Regions from separate parts of the Mus musculus genome. Here region 2 is linked to region 1. The links are chromatin contacts, called in public Hi-C maps. All regions are on one chromosome and are shown on one strand. The core of a region is the stretch at or near the end of the contact, and the rest is flanking DNA. Distances in the headings are between cores, read along the strand shown.

Region 1 (7,569 bases), core at 1,975-4,474:
GTCTCTCAAAATTGTCATCAAAACAACACAAAATCTGAGAAACAGTCACAAATAAGATAAAACTAAGGGCCAGGAATAGTGGTACCTACCTTTAAACCCAGCACTTGGAAATCAGAAGCAGGTAGATCTCTCTGAGTTTGAGGCTAACCTGATCTACATAGAGAGTTCTTAGCCAGCAAAAGTTACATAGTAAGACTCTGACTTGAGGCAAAAGATAAGAAACTAAGGAATTATATTTGATGTTATGTGGAAATCTTGATGGGCCCATAGAATAGACAAGGAATGCTAAGTCAATTTGAATAAAGTACTAAGATTACTTAGTAGTATATCAGTCTTGGGTCCATGTTTCTATCAAATGCACCATAGCAACCCAATTCACCAACAGTAGGAGAAACTGGATTAGGAATATATTGTTTGCATCTTTAGACCTGCAGATCTAAAAGTTACTATGAACTACATTTTTTAAACCTTCAAGTAACTAATTACAGACATTTGTTTTAAGTGTTATGGGAAGAAATTAAGCAGAATAAAGGAAACTGGATATTGATCAGGGAAAGACTCTCAAAAGAGCCAGTATTTGACCAGGTGGAGCAGCAAGGAGTGTGAACACAGGTGGAGAATCGTGGAAAGAACATGAATCTGCAAGATTAAAGGATAACGTGGAAGTCGTTGTTACCTACAGAACCTAGTTCAAGTGAAAAAGGAAAAAGTTATAGCTCAAGTAGTGGTGGGAAAAGGCAAGAAGAGCAGGAGGTAGCTTTGAGTTGTACTCAGCTTACAGCCAAGGAAGAGAAGAATAGTCTAGAAGAAGGAAAGCCCTTAAAACATATATGGTAAAATGCAGAGCATTATGGCTTTTCCTCCCACCTAGCACTTAATGGCACTAAATCTTTTCTGAGACTCTACTGTCCTGGTCTTCCTTCTAGCAATCATCACACTGGAGTTCAGGCTGGGATTTCCCAAGTCCATAATTTATTGGGACAATCTAGAGACTTAAAACTAGTCCTCCATATTAAATATCTTGTTGTTTTCTATTTCTTTGTCTATGCACCATACTTTCTGTGGTGCTACCAGGATATCTCAGAAGTAAAAATTGTGTGGTCTGCTAAGTATTTAGAAGTTGTATGGGACAAAATGTCACCTCCATAGTCCCAGCCAGGGACATATCCTGGCTCCATTTTAAGCCTGTACTAGAGAGAAAAATTTAAAAGTTCTTTTGAATCCTGATGGTGATAATGTCTTTTTATATCTGCATAAGGTCAGAAGAAATGGTTTGTAATAGAAGCAAGACTACGGAGCTTGTTATCCTTTTCTGTCCCAAATGGACATGGAGGCCACAGTGTGTGAGTGTGTGCATGTATCTGTGTGTGTATGTCCCCATCCTAAATTTTTCAAAGTGAAGCATACATTCTTCTTTCTTCTTTCTTCCTATGAACATATATGTTCCTAAGGTCTTTCCAGTTTAACTTCCCCAGACAGAATTTCCAAGAGCAATAAGAGCAAGTGGTTAATTTTGAGGAAAACCAAGCACAAGAAACAGCCATGCTAACAACCCCCTCATAGCCTTCAAGATACAGTAGAGATTAGAAGTAGTAGCCCCTGAAATGATAATTTGAAAGTTTTTCTTTACTCTCTGATTCTAATGTGAAATCACCCTTTAATGATTTTATCTCAACTATCATGATAGTTTCCAACTAGTCCTAGAAACACATCCCATCTTGGTATCTTGCCTCTATTTCTTCTATGTGTCTCATACCTTTATTGGTTAATTTTCTCATTGCAATGACATAATGCCTGACAGAAGCTAAGGAAGGAGAAAGGATTTACATTAGCTCAGTTCAGGGAAGACAGATGTGATGGTTAATATTGATTATCAACTTGATAGAATCTACACTCACCTAGGAGACAAGCCTCTGTGCATGCCTATGAGGAATTGGCAATACCTATGATGGATTAACTTGATTACATTAACAGAAGAGGGATGACCCGATCATAGAAGTGGGCCTGGCTTGGGCTACCTACAAAAGAAAGAGGAGACACACACACAAACACACACACACACACACACACACACACACACACAGAGAGAGAGAGAGAGAGAGAGAGAGAGAGAGAGAGAGAGAGAGAGAGAGAAACAGACAGAGACAGATACAGAGAGACAGAGAGAGAGAGACCAAGACAGTTGAACACAAGCATTCCTTTACTCCAATGCAACTAACTACTTCAAGCTCCTGCTACCATTTCTTCTCCACTATGATGGACTGCACTCTCACACTAACTGCAACTAAAATAAGCCTTTTCTCTCTTATGTTGCTTCTGTCACAGTATTTTATCACAAACACAAGGAAAATGATAAAAACTACAGTTTCTCATTGTTGAGATGCATTTTTCATTCCTTGGCAGGTCAGAAAGCAGAAAACTTAGCCAGGAGCAACTATGACACCTTCAAGACTTGCCCATAGTAACCAGCTCTGCTAGCCAGGCCATATGGCCTAAGGATTCCACAAACTCCCCAAATAGTATCAGCATCTTGGCACCAACTCTTCAAACACAGGAGCCCATTAGGGACATTTCATATGCAAACCATAATACTACCCCCAAACAGTGTCCTGCTTCCACTGATCCTCAAATCAGTATTTCTCTTCATCCTCAAGATCTCGGTCATAGCTATAATTCTCTGAAATAGTATGTACAGCATTTGTGAGTACTTTGAAGCTTCACTGAGCCTTTGCATAAGAAAACCAAATCTTGCTGCCATGAGTAATTTAAGAATGTGGAAGGATTTTTCTCAAGTACATATGGCCACAAACAAAACACTGATGTTTATTAAGAAGCTTAGCTGCCAATAATACTTTAAGTTTCAGACACTATAATTTAACTTCATCCTTGTTCATTTTATTAATAGATTTTCTAGCAGTGTCCTCCCTCTTTCTCTTAACCACTTTATTTTATCTTTTTCAAAACATATATATTAATTATAATCTCCAGGCTTGAAAAGTGGATTAGAATACTTCAACTCTTAAATTACTTACTGTTCTTTTAGGGAAATAATTAGGATGTCTACATCTGCAGCCATCTTAGAGAACGGCACAGTTATGAAGGCAGGCATTAAATTAAATTCCATTGTGATTCTAAATTAAATTGTCGGAGAACTCACTTCCTGGACAGCTCTGATTCAGTCCTCTGAAATGTCACACACTGTGACTCATGTTTCCTTCTGGAAATAACAAAAGTTCCTGACCACCCTGATCTATGCTGCCTGCTTTTGGCCTTCCATGCTCTTAGGAAGGGTTCTGTGTTACATTTTTTCTGTGGTGGGCAAGGAAGCCCATTTTTTTTTTTTGTTTTTTTCTTTTCTTTTGCTTTTTTAAAAAATGATGTTTTATTTAAAAGGTTAGATTTTACCAACAAAACAACAAACAACAAGCAAAAAGAGAAGTTTCACCTCCACCCCACCTATATTGTTTTGTTTTTAAATTGGATATTTTCTTTATTTACATTTCAAATGTTTTTCCCTTTCCAGGGCTCCCCTTTGGAAACCTCCTATTCCATCTGCCCTCACCCTGCCTCTATGAGGGTGCCCCCCGCCCCCACTGCCATCTTCCTGCCCTGGTGCTAGCCACATATGTGGCAGGAGATGGCTTTGTTGGACATTAGTGGGAAGAGAGGCTCTTGGGCCTGAAGGTGTTCAATCTTCTGGTTTTTTCAATATGAGAAACACACATGAATGAACACACACACTAAAGAATGGCACACTAAAATTTAATACCAGGCAAACTATCCCTATCCTCTGAACCTCTAGAAAATGAATAAATGATGTCTGAGACATGTAAACACAAGAGGAAACTGACTTTTTAACCATTTATGCTCCAGAGATTTTTATATTCAATTTCCTGAATATAAAATGTGAAGTAACTTTATCAAGCTAATTTTATTTGCTGTTGTTGTTATTGTTCAAGGCGGTCTTAAAGGGTCAAGATTTTGCAGATAAAAGAGAATTAGCACTGAGAAGTATGAATACATTTCCCAGGAGATTGTATTTCCTGATCCCTGAAGAGATGGTCACAGTAAGAACTGTGTTGACAGAGACCTGAAAGGGAGAAGCAGGAAATCACGAGTTCAAAACCAATCTCAGCTACACAGTGAGTTTGAGGCTAAATATGTAAATATGTAAAACTCTGTGTGGGAGAGGGAGAGGGAGAGGGAGAGGGAGAGGGAGAGGGAGAGGGAGAGGGAGAGGGAGAGGGAGAGGGAGAGGGAGAGGGAGAGGGAGAGGGAGAGAGGGAGAGGGAGAGAGGGAGAGGGAGAGAGGGAGAGGGAGAGAGGGAGAGAGGGAGAGAGGGAGAGAGGGAGACGGAGAGGGAGAGGGAGAGGGGGAGGGGGAGGGAGAGGGAGAGGGAGAGGGAGAGGGAGAGGGAGAGGGAGAGGGAGATCTCCAATTGCAATTGTCAAAACAATTTTGCTTTACTGAAATCTGTTTTAGGCTGTCCCACAGCAGTCTCACATTCAAAAATGTGCCAATCTCTATGTTATCATGTATAAATAAGCCAGCACTTGTCTTGAAATAGTATTTGCTGGTGTGAAGGGAAAAGTTCAGAGTGAAGATTTATGCCCATGTGAAGATTAAACATTTATTCTCAGAATAAGAATTTTGACACTATTACTGAGGCTATGGAACACCCACAGAAAGGGACCTATCATGACTGCCTTCCAAAAGACCCAACAAGCAGCTGAGTCAGATGTAGGTATTTGCACCCAACCAATGGACAGAAGCTGCTGATCCCTATGGTTGAATTAGGGAAAAGCTGGAAGAAGCTGAGGAGGAGGGCGACCCTGTACAAGGACCAGCAGTCTCAATTAATTGGACCCCCAAGATCTCTCAGACACTGGACCAACAACCAGGCAGCATATACCAGCTGATTTATAAGGACCCCATCACATATACAGCAGATGACTGGTCTGGGTTCAGTAAGAGAAGATGCACCTAACCCTCAAGAAAATGGATGCCACAGGGAGTTTAGAGGTCTGGTGGGGTTGGTGGTAGGTGGTGAAAACATCCTTGTGGAGACAGAGGGCCAGAGAGAGGTATGGGATGTGGAACAGTCAGAGGGGTGGATAGGGAGGGGAGTAAAATCTGGAGTGTAAAATTAATTAATTAATTAATTAAGAAGAATTTTGATACCAGCCTGCTATCTATGTCTCTCTCAATTCTAAGTCTGCAGCCATCAATTCCACTCCAAAACCAGCTTCCTCACACTTTATAGTGATAGCATGGAGCATGGATGAAAGAGTTACATAGAAAACTTCTGTGAGAACCCTGTACCTCTCCACCCTACCCTGCCAAAGTAACAACTCAGACAGAAGCCATCAAAGAGAAACCTTAAAACCTATAAGAAGGATACCACAATTGGTGGTTTCTGGTGTGGATGCAGGTGGGGCTAGCTATTAATTTCACCATGCTTCAGTGAGCATATGGGCAACATAAATTAGACTTTGGTTTGTCTGCTTCTTCTCCTCCTCCTTGTCCTCCTTCCCCTCCTTCTTTTTCTTGTTTGGGGAGTGGCACAAGAATAAAGTGACAGACCTGGGAGGACTGGAAAAAGAATGTGATCAGAGATCATGATGTGAAATTCCTAAATAATCAATAAAAATATTATGGGAAAATAATTTTGATACAAGGTCTGGAAAAATTGTTCAATCATCAAAGCACTTGTTTTGCTAAAATGAGATCCTGAACTCACTCCTCAGAATCCTCATTTCAAAGGCCAGACACCAAGTCGGGCAATGATGTCACACACATTTAATCCCAGAACTTGAGTGGCAGAAGAGGTAGGCAGATCTTTGAGTTCAAGTCTGGTCTGCCAGCCTAGCTCAAATTAGCAAGCCCCCAGCTAATGAGATGACCTGCTTCGATAAGAAAAAAAAAAGGTAGCTCTTATGTTGCTGTGATAAAATACCATGACCAAAAGCAACTTGGAGGAAAAAAAAAGCCTTATTTGGCATAAGTATTCCAGATTCATCATTTAGATAAGTCAGAACAAGAACTCAAATAGGAACAGAGGTAGAAACCACAAAGAAATGCTGCTCAATGGCTTGTTTTCCATGATTTATTCAGCTTGCTTTCTTATACATTCCAGGATCACCTGTCCAGAAGTGGCACTACACATCGTGATCTGAGCCCTTCCACATCAATCATTAATCAAGAAAGTACACCACAGTCTCAATCATGGATCAATATATAGAGCTGATTTCCCATTTGAGGTTCTTTCTTTCTAGGTAACTCTAGCTTGTGTAAAGCTAACAAAAATTAACAAGCACAGCAGAACTATACCAGAAATCATCATCCTCTTGTGTGTATTCTCTCTCTCTCTCTCTCTCTCTCTCTCTCTCTCTCTCTCTCTCTCTCTCTCTCTCTCTCTCTCTCTCTCTCTCTCCCCGTCTCCCTCTCCCTCTCCCTCTCCCTCTCCCTCTCCCTCTCCCTCTCCCTCTCCCTCTCCCTCTCCCTCTCCCTCTCCCTCTCCCTCTCCCTCTCCCTCTCCCTCTCCCTCTCCCTCATGCATGGACACCAGCATACACAAACACGCACATGTGCGTACATGTATACTGTCCCACACAGAGAGAAAAAAGGATTTTAAAATCAGAAAGTAAAGAATAAGTTTCTATTTTTGCAGCTATAATAACTTAAAATTAGATGCATCTTTTATATCATGTACACAAAAATAAAAATAAAATATGGCACAAATATATTTTAATACACTTTATGTTTGTTATTCATTGGCATGGTTGACATCAACACTGTCTTATGCCCTTTATTTCCCTTCTTTCATCACACAAAGCTCCAAACCTAAGTTCTTGCCTACATTTAGCACTGGGTTATTTTAGCTAATAATTTAACTTACAATGTGAGAGTTTCTCATTTGAAATTCGATGGTCCTGAGTTTTTGTCTGCCCTCCACAGGGTTTCTCTTCTCTTCAAAGAAAACCACAAGAAAGTGGGTATCTATGGCCCACCAGTGCTGTGCACTGGAGAGCAGGTCTGTTGATAGTATGGCAATCCACAGGTCTCTGACTGTCTTCATCCTGTGCTGTGCTGCCTGGATTAGATTTAATTTGATTTTTATGACTCCTTGGCATAGGGCAGCTTTGGCCACAACTCCAGGCATCAAGCTAGGATAAACAAATGACTGCCATCTTCTCTGCCCCTGAATGATATAGGAACACCACAAGGCAACTCTGCCCATTGCCGGGGTGTGCTTAAATATTTAATTTTTATTTTTATTTTATGTGCATTGGTGTTTTGCCTGTACATTTGTATGGGAAAGAGGGTAGAAGATCCTGGAACTGGAGTTACAGATAGCTGTTAGCTGCTATATAAAAGCTGGGACCCAAACCTGGTCCTCTGAAAGAGCAGCCAGTGCTCTTAATATCTGAGATATTGTTCTAGCCCTTCTGTTGTGTTTTTTTAAGTATAGGTATATCTATGTGTCAGGGTGGGTATAGATGTGTGTGACTTTCCTCAGAGGTCTGCAGAGAGTGCGGTGTCCCCTGGATACCATTTACAGGCCACAG
Region 2 (7,569 bases), core at 2,016-4,515, 77 kb after region 1:
AAGAACAGAGTCATAAATGATAAACAAGCAGTAGCAGATGATTTGGCCAAAATGAAACAAAGGAACAGACTTTTCACTGACTGAGTTTCATTTCCAGACAGAATATTACCTTCCTTGTTCACCTTTATTAATATAGCCCCTAATGTTTTTAAAGCTAAAATACAGCTGAGTGATTCTCCAAACATGGACACAACATTAAGAGACAAGACCTCTCAAGATCTGAGAAAACAAGCTGTGTTTTGTTTTCAACGTGAGAATAGGGAAAGACAGAAAGCAAATTAGGAAAACTGTTATTTACCAGTACACCAAAGAAGCTACAAAACAGTGTTTCTACTGGAGCCCTAAACCAGGATACAAGCCACAAAACAAACACAAACACAAACAACCCCACAGTTTTTTGACTTTACTACATATGAAAAAAATTGCACACAGCATTATTTCCCTCTAAACATAAAAGGTTCTGAAAAACCTAGCAGACAGGCAGACTATTTTTTTTCCTCTCAGAGTCTTAAATTTGCTTGCCCACAGAACTCTTCATATACTCCCTCAATACATGTTTGTTAAGTACCATCTCAGAGTACTGGAGGCTATACTTGGTCCCTGTATAGTTTATCACATGAGCATCAACAAGTTTGGGTAGCAAATTATGTAAGAAGTTCTCTGGAGGCAATTTCCTCAAAACCAAATAGGAGAAAAACTAAAAGAGATAGTGAGGGACACTGAAAGTGACAGGTACCTGAAGAAGAAATATGCTATCAACATACGCCAGGTGAGAAAGGAGTATACCAATACATGGACCAATTTTCCAGGAGAAAAACTCAACAGTACCTGCCTTCACCTATGGCTTTGTGAGTCATTGTCAGCCAATTATTTATTATTTAGTATCCCTTTAGAAAGAGCTAGAAATAATTACAGGATTTTATTCACTGTGTTATATTCCAGTTTTGAATAAAGCCATAGGGTACCACATGGAATTAGACTACCATTTCAATGTCCCTCACTTTCAATGTCCCAGAGGGTCCACTCTAGTCTCTACTCAGTACTGTTCCAGTAATACAGACTGATGTGGATAATTACACAGGCAATGCTGATGTACATAGAGCTGGGCTTTCTCTGAGTCTCTGAATCTTATAAGAACCTTTGAAAACTAAGCACTTGTGGTATTATCTGTTTATAGATGGGGAAACTGAGGCTTACATGGGGGTCTTTTTTTAGGGTTTTACATATATAAAAAGAACTCTTAAAGATCAGTGAGCTAAGAGTCTTGGTCAAATAGTCACTGATACAAGTTTGGGAAAGTAGCAAGGTGTATGTAGCAAGTAGCTAGAGAGAATGGAGACAATTCTGACCAGAGAAAGAAACACAAGGGTTCCTGTGATTCAGGAAACAGCTTGGCCTTTCTGAGCCCCTTTACTCTTCAAACAAAAGGAAACAATTCTGATCCATGTGAGCAAGGAAAGGCTTGTACACAATGAGATAGGTACCATATAACCTCAGGCTAGCTTCAGAAGCTGCAGCCTTGCTGCATGCAAGCCCTACAGTGGTGGCTAAGTTCATGTTTATAAAGCCAGCAGATGGCTGTCCCACCAGTGTTGGGGGAAAGAAACACTTCCTGAAAATGAATTTAAATGACAAGGAGTAGTGAGAGATAGGACAGTTACAGATTATATTCACTGTTCAACTTTGGTTGGTCTTCTACACTAGAAGTTCGGTATTTCAATACTCAAACCATTAAAACTCTAACAAGTTTTACTTTCCAAAGACAGGATAATCTTGATTTTGCCAAATAGGGACATTTTCAAACCCTCTATCTACTGTAACAATGATATCTTGTTTTCTTCCGATTTTTCTAAAACTGAGAAATAACCAACTCACAATAAACCACACATAATTAAATTAGATGATTGGGAAGTTTGCAAAACAGAATCACCCATGAAACATCGACATAAATAATAAAGTGAAATTATTGACTAGATATGCTTTCCTTTTGCCCTTTTGCAACCCTGACCTCTTGCTACCCACCCCTCTGTTTGCCACTTCATACAATCACTCCTGCAATTTCCACAAAGCGTTTCTAGAAATTGATGTAAGCAGAATTACATAGAGTATCTTCTCATAAGTAAGGGCTCTTCCTTTTATTTAAAGTAGTAACATATTACATTACTGAGCAGTATCCATTGAGGTACACTGTTGATTTGTTCACCCATTAACTTGCAGTTGGACATTTGTGCTTTTCTAGTTTTTGACTATAACTAATAAAATTGCTATGGGCATTCACATACAACATTGCTTTCTTGTCTCTCTAAATAGGACATCTGGGTCACATGGTAAGTATGTGTCTGACATTTTATGAAATTGCTAAATTGTCTTCTAAATTGTTTCTACCATTTCACATTTCTTCCTAAATGTCACCGAGAGCCCCAAATCTCTGCATCTTCAACTTCTACTTGCTGGTCAGTCTTTTTACATTTCAGCCATTCAAACAGTATGTAGTTATTACTTATATTTCCCCAATGAATAATGATGTAGAACACCTTCATGCACTTATCTCCAATATGGGTATCTTCTTCTGTGAAGGATCTGTGGAGACCCTTTGCTCATGTTTTAATCTTGCTTTTTTTTTTATTATTGAAAATGTCATCAGCTTTCATGAATGGTTGAAGACCAGCTCAATCAGATTTTACAGAACTTATGGTACACAAGTAAGTAAATAGCCACAAAAGATTTTTCTAAAGCCCATGCTAAGCTAAAATATTCTGTTGTTGATGAGCTTGAAACATCTTCAAAGCTTGAAAAGAATTTAATTATTTATATGACCAACGCTGAAAGATCCAGAACATAATTAGGAAATGAGGTAATCCTATGTACTACATGATATCTAAAAGTGCCCCTTGGTTATTCCTCAGAAAAATTACCCACTTTTCATCCATAAGTCATACTTCAAGTCATCTACTAATCATACTCTAGTCTCACTGATTCTAGTTTATAAAAATAATTAATAATTTTTCAAATTCAGACCAACATCCAAAAGTAAATAAGGTTAAAACCTGTGTCACATTGTTTTTCAAATGGTGGCAAATAAAATGTGACCTGCAAACAAGAACAAGACTTTCCATTGAAGATGTGCTAGGAGCAGATAAATTCGTGTATGGCTCTAGGCATTGCTCTAAGAGAAAATAGGCCTTGGTTCTGTTGTATGGCACCATCCGGTCAGAGCTCAATTGTTACAGTTGATGTGGGTTTCCTTTTAGATGCCTGGAAAATGACTCTGCTGACCACATCCACATTCTGAAATACTTTTTGAGAACTTGTAACCAAACTGTAGGAACTGACTCATTTTGCAGTGCCCAGCCACCACACAATTGTTTCGAAGAGACTCAATTCAAAGGCAGAAATAGAATGCAGGCAGAAAGTTGTCTGGATTTACATGGCAGGAGAGGGAAATTTCAGGGAACATACAAGAAGGACCAAGGACAGGAGATTAGGCCTCGGAGGAAGGAGTGAGCACAACACAATGCTTACAGACAATGTGTGCTGTTGTCTTCAAGACAAGAAGGTAGCTCTCTATTTCTAGAAGTAGATTCAGTAGAGAGATGTACGCAGGATGATTCATACAAAATGGTGCCTTAAAAGGCCATTCTTGAATTCCTCACTCTCCTCAGTTACTCAGCAAAGTGGTGCTCAGTTCTAAGCAGTCACTTGATTCATAGGATGGAAGCAGGGGTGGGGCAGCATGTCCCAGCCACCAGGGAGAATAAAGGGCTGACACCTGGGCTTGAAAGCAACGGGTTCTTCACTCCCCTAGGACTTCCCTACTTCCTACATGTCCATTTCTTCATCTTCCTTTTGGTTCCCTATGCAACTCATCCAAGGAAATAAATGTGCTCATTAAGTCCTAAGCATCCCCATTTCCACACTGGGATCCTGAGCCAGGGCAGGGAAGGATGAAAGGCAGCAATTGTGTCCTTTCTCCCCCACGCCACACTGTTCTCAAAGTATTCGTTTCTCCTTACCCACAAGTGAAACAGATTAGTCCATTTCAGCCTGAAGCAATGATGCTATCCCTCCCAGCTGAACCAAACCAAAATGACAAAAGAAGTAACTCTTTTATGCAGATGGGACTCTTGCTAAACAAGAATATAAAGGTTAACAGGAATACATCACTAGCTAGTCAGGCCAGATGATATAGAGTTTGGACAAGGGTTCAGATATCATGAAATAACATCCACTCAGGTAAGATCTATGAATATCAAGCTCCATTTGTTGTCAGGCTAGATCTAGTCTAGTTGTCTATATAATGGTGTGTATATGTTTTATGTCTGTTCTTACCCATGCCATGTCACTTAAAATGCAAACTCCCAGATGGCAGTAACTATATATACTTTATGCACAAATCAACGCTTTCAGTATCAGATTACAAAAAAAAAAAGCAAAACAAAAACAATTAGGAATGGCAAGTACTTACTTTTCAAAACAACTTTAAGAGAAAAGATATATGAATTCACATCCTTCCCAAGTGATTTTATTTTCTTAGGTTCCATTTTTGTCTCCAGTTGTAGTCAGTATGCTTTAACAATTCCTAAATTGTGAGAAACATAATTATGTTTAAATACATATGTTTAAATACACACACACACACACACACACACACACACACACACACACACACATATATATATATATATATATATATATATATTAGAGAGAACTGAATATAGAACATAATGAAAAACCTAAGCTGATTCAAGTTATAAACAAAATGCTCAAAGACATGCTGCATGAGAAGAGAATTACAGGTAAACATAACTAAAAACATGGCACCATTAAATAGTCAAGCTCTTCACCTCTCTGAATACACAGGAGAGGAAGAACTACCTACATTGAGCTCCTTTGTCTTTGTTTACTAGAAGCTTCATAATAATCATCATAACTAGAATCATGAAACCATCACTTTACCAAAGGAAAGCCTCCTACAATTTGTACCCACCCTGGGTTTATACAGTGTAATGGGGGTTTGCCTCTTTAGATTACCTATCACACATATCCTTGGAAATATCCCTCTTCTTCTAGTTAGTAACTACCGCCTACCTTCTAGAAGCATTTTACTATGGAAAGCAGATTCCTAAATAATCCATCTTCATGTGTCCATTGCAGTTCTCTTTCTTCTGAGAATTCTTTTTATTTAAACTATTTTCTAAAGATATCTTTAGGGAGGCTTCTGTTAACATTTACTTTTCTGTATAGAAATGATTTGAAAGTTTAAGTGGTATGAAATCATATTTATAATTTAGCCATAAAAGAAGGAAGTCAGTGTATCCATCCAGCCATTTTTGCTGCATAGATTTCCCTCACAAGTCTTTTTTTCTCCATTTAAGCAAGGAATCTGATTGACAGAAAATGTTTAAATATTGTGTGTCTGTCTGTGAGAGGTATAGTGGCTCCCGAATGACAAGTATCAAACAAAAAACCTTTACTGAGGGAAAAGGGACAAAGTAAGTTTATAGCTTACAGCTACTCCTCTCTCCAACCCCATTTTATAGACTATTAGTCGATCCCTTTCTTTCTGTCTTTCTTCTGTCTCCAGGAAGAGCTTGAATAAGAGAAAATAAGGATGAATGAATGAACAGAAAAAATGATGGAATGAAGGGAAGCCTTATTAGCATGTCCTCTTAGAGGTAGGATCAGTTCAAGAACAATGAAACATTTTAGAGATTTCCAAGTCCTTTAAATCCATGGCCTTGGGTGGGCTGCCTTCACCTGCCTTCTACACTGAATTCTTAGCATTTACAGAGAGAGGAAGTTATCAACCTTCCAGCTGCATTTCCATAATATGAAACTAAACTCCTGGAACAAACAGAAAGTTTTGTTTTTTCATGGGCACTGGTGGTTGCTTCTAAGCTGTTCCTATAGAAAGCCTTCAGAACTAGATGGAGGCAAAGGAAACATATATTCATAAACATATATTCATAAATACAGATCCCCTACTCCCTGTACCTTTCTGCCAAAAGTTCACCCAACGATTGAAGTGCTCATATACTTCTTCCCTCCACCCCCACCTTCAAGTGAAAACTTGAGAGGAAAAAATAGGGGAAGTTAGATGAGTAAATTCATTAGTGCTTTAGATCAACTGAAAACAAGGAATTCCCCCTCCTGGATTTCAGTGGCCTAATTCAAACTCATAAAATACCAGTGACTAAGACGGTTCCCACTGATTTGTGAAATAAGAAGCAGAAAAAGTCAAATGTGTATTTAAGTATTGACATGCCCGGGTCTGTAAGATGTTACACTTTCTACAACAGAATTGAGATGATCACTACTGAAACTTTTGGCTTCAGCCAACTTTTACTCTGCCTTTGGACCCAAATTACTCCCATCTGTTCTGCCAACAGCCTATTTGGATTCAGATTTTGTTTCTACAACAGACAAGTGGCCCAAAGTAAGTCCCTCTGTTTCTCTGTGCTTTAGGACTCTTATCTATGAAATAGACACAAAACAATAGTACCAACAGCTTGATATGAGGATCCCACAGATCAATGTCATTTGACTACCTACAATAGCAGCTACCCAAAACACACTAAATGTACAATGAATGGTAGTCAATTTTTTTCTTTTTTCTTTTTTGTTATTTTAGTTAATCTGCTATGCCAACAGTCATATACATTTTACCACAAACACATAGACCTGGAACTAAGCTGAAAGTGTTTGCAGAATACAAGTGACTAGAGAACCATTACTCCAGGTTCCCTAATGTACTTTTTATGCAGGTCCAAGTATAAGGTGACATAACTCACTATCCAGGCTCTGTGATTTAGAGAAACTAACAGACTCATTCGACTACCAAGGGGCAAAGTAAACTGAAAACACAAGCACACTTGTTCCACAAGCCTGGGCCTCTTACAAAATAAATAGTTCAGATTTGGAGATGATTTTGTATGCAGGTATTCAGAACTATGAATGCAAGCAGCAAAGCATGGCTACCCATTTTCTTAGTTAAGAACTCTAGTGTTTTGTGTGTGTGTGTGTTGTGGGGGGTACCAATGGATTATCTTTTTTAAAAAAATATTTTATCCATTTTTAAAAATGTTGAAAGCAGAAAAATCTCAATAACATTAAAAGCAAGGTCAAAGTCTCGAGAAGAACACATAGTTACTTCAGGAAATCAATTTTTTTTTTCATGGAAATAAGGGGATATGCTTTAAAATGAAACCTTAGCCTGGCCTTCATTAGAGACATTTCCACCCTGTACCTCAGAAGAGCTACATTTTACATATAGAGTTATCACTATATTTAGATTAATATTTTAAAGTGATTTTAAACAAAATAGGTGCTACTTAGAATAGCTATTTACAATAGCCAAGAAAAGCAAATGTTTTGACTCTTATGCTGACTTACAAAGCTATCAAATTCAACTTTTGTATGCATCAAATGTGTTCCTTCAGAAAAACTAAAGGAAATGAGCAGTAGGAGTGTATTTACATAACATAGTTTACAGTTAACAGCACGTGTACTATGCTTTATATCTTAAATTTGCCTAAATACTTTAGAGTGTATAATAAATGTATAGTAAAT

What was found. Hi-C and Micro-C count contacts between places; a contact is called where the count stands out from the background.
Region 2: a Hi-C map of tail fibroblasts shows a contact between it and region 1, with 2.8 times the contacts expected there. The contact joins two enhancer-like sites. A contact is called at or near these places in 1 of 39 promoter capture datasets (liver), 4 of 484 Hi-C or Micro-C datasets (the C2C12 cell line, bone marrow-derived macrophages, embryonic fibroblasts and 1 more) and 2 of 115 datasets of contacts at active chromatin or transcription factors (CD8 T cells and embryonic stem cells).

Annotation. Positions count from the first base shown.
Region 1 is chrX:19,077,032-19,084,600 of GRCm38.p6, forward strand. No RefSeq gene overlaps it. Among named protein-coding and RNA genes, the nearest start is that of Mir221, 66 kb to the right of the region's middle. Within about 2 kb of position 3,225, at least 26 of the 459 cell types and tissues checked have an H3K27ac peak or open chromatin away from gene starts, as enhancers often do. A contact at or near this core is called in the C2C12 cell line, bone marrow-derived macrophages, embryonic fibroblasts and 1 more, where this site is marked.
Region 2 is chrX:19,154,351-19,161,919 of GRCm38.p6, forward strand. Gm14636 (predicted gene 14636) reads right to left here. Exons shown (of 5, transcript NR_168020.1): 5 at 2,121-4,579. Among named protein-coding and RNA genes, the nearest start is that of Mir222, 11 kb to the left of the region's middle. Within about 2 kb of position 3,266, at least 86 of the 459 cell types and tissues checked have an H3K27ac peak or open chromatin away from gene starts, as enhancers often do. A contact at or near this core is called in the C2C12 cell line, bone marrow-derived macrophages, embryonic fibroblasts and 1 more, where this site is marked.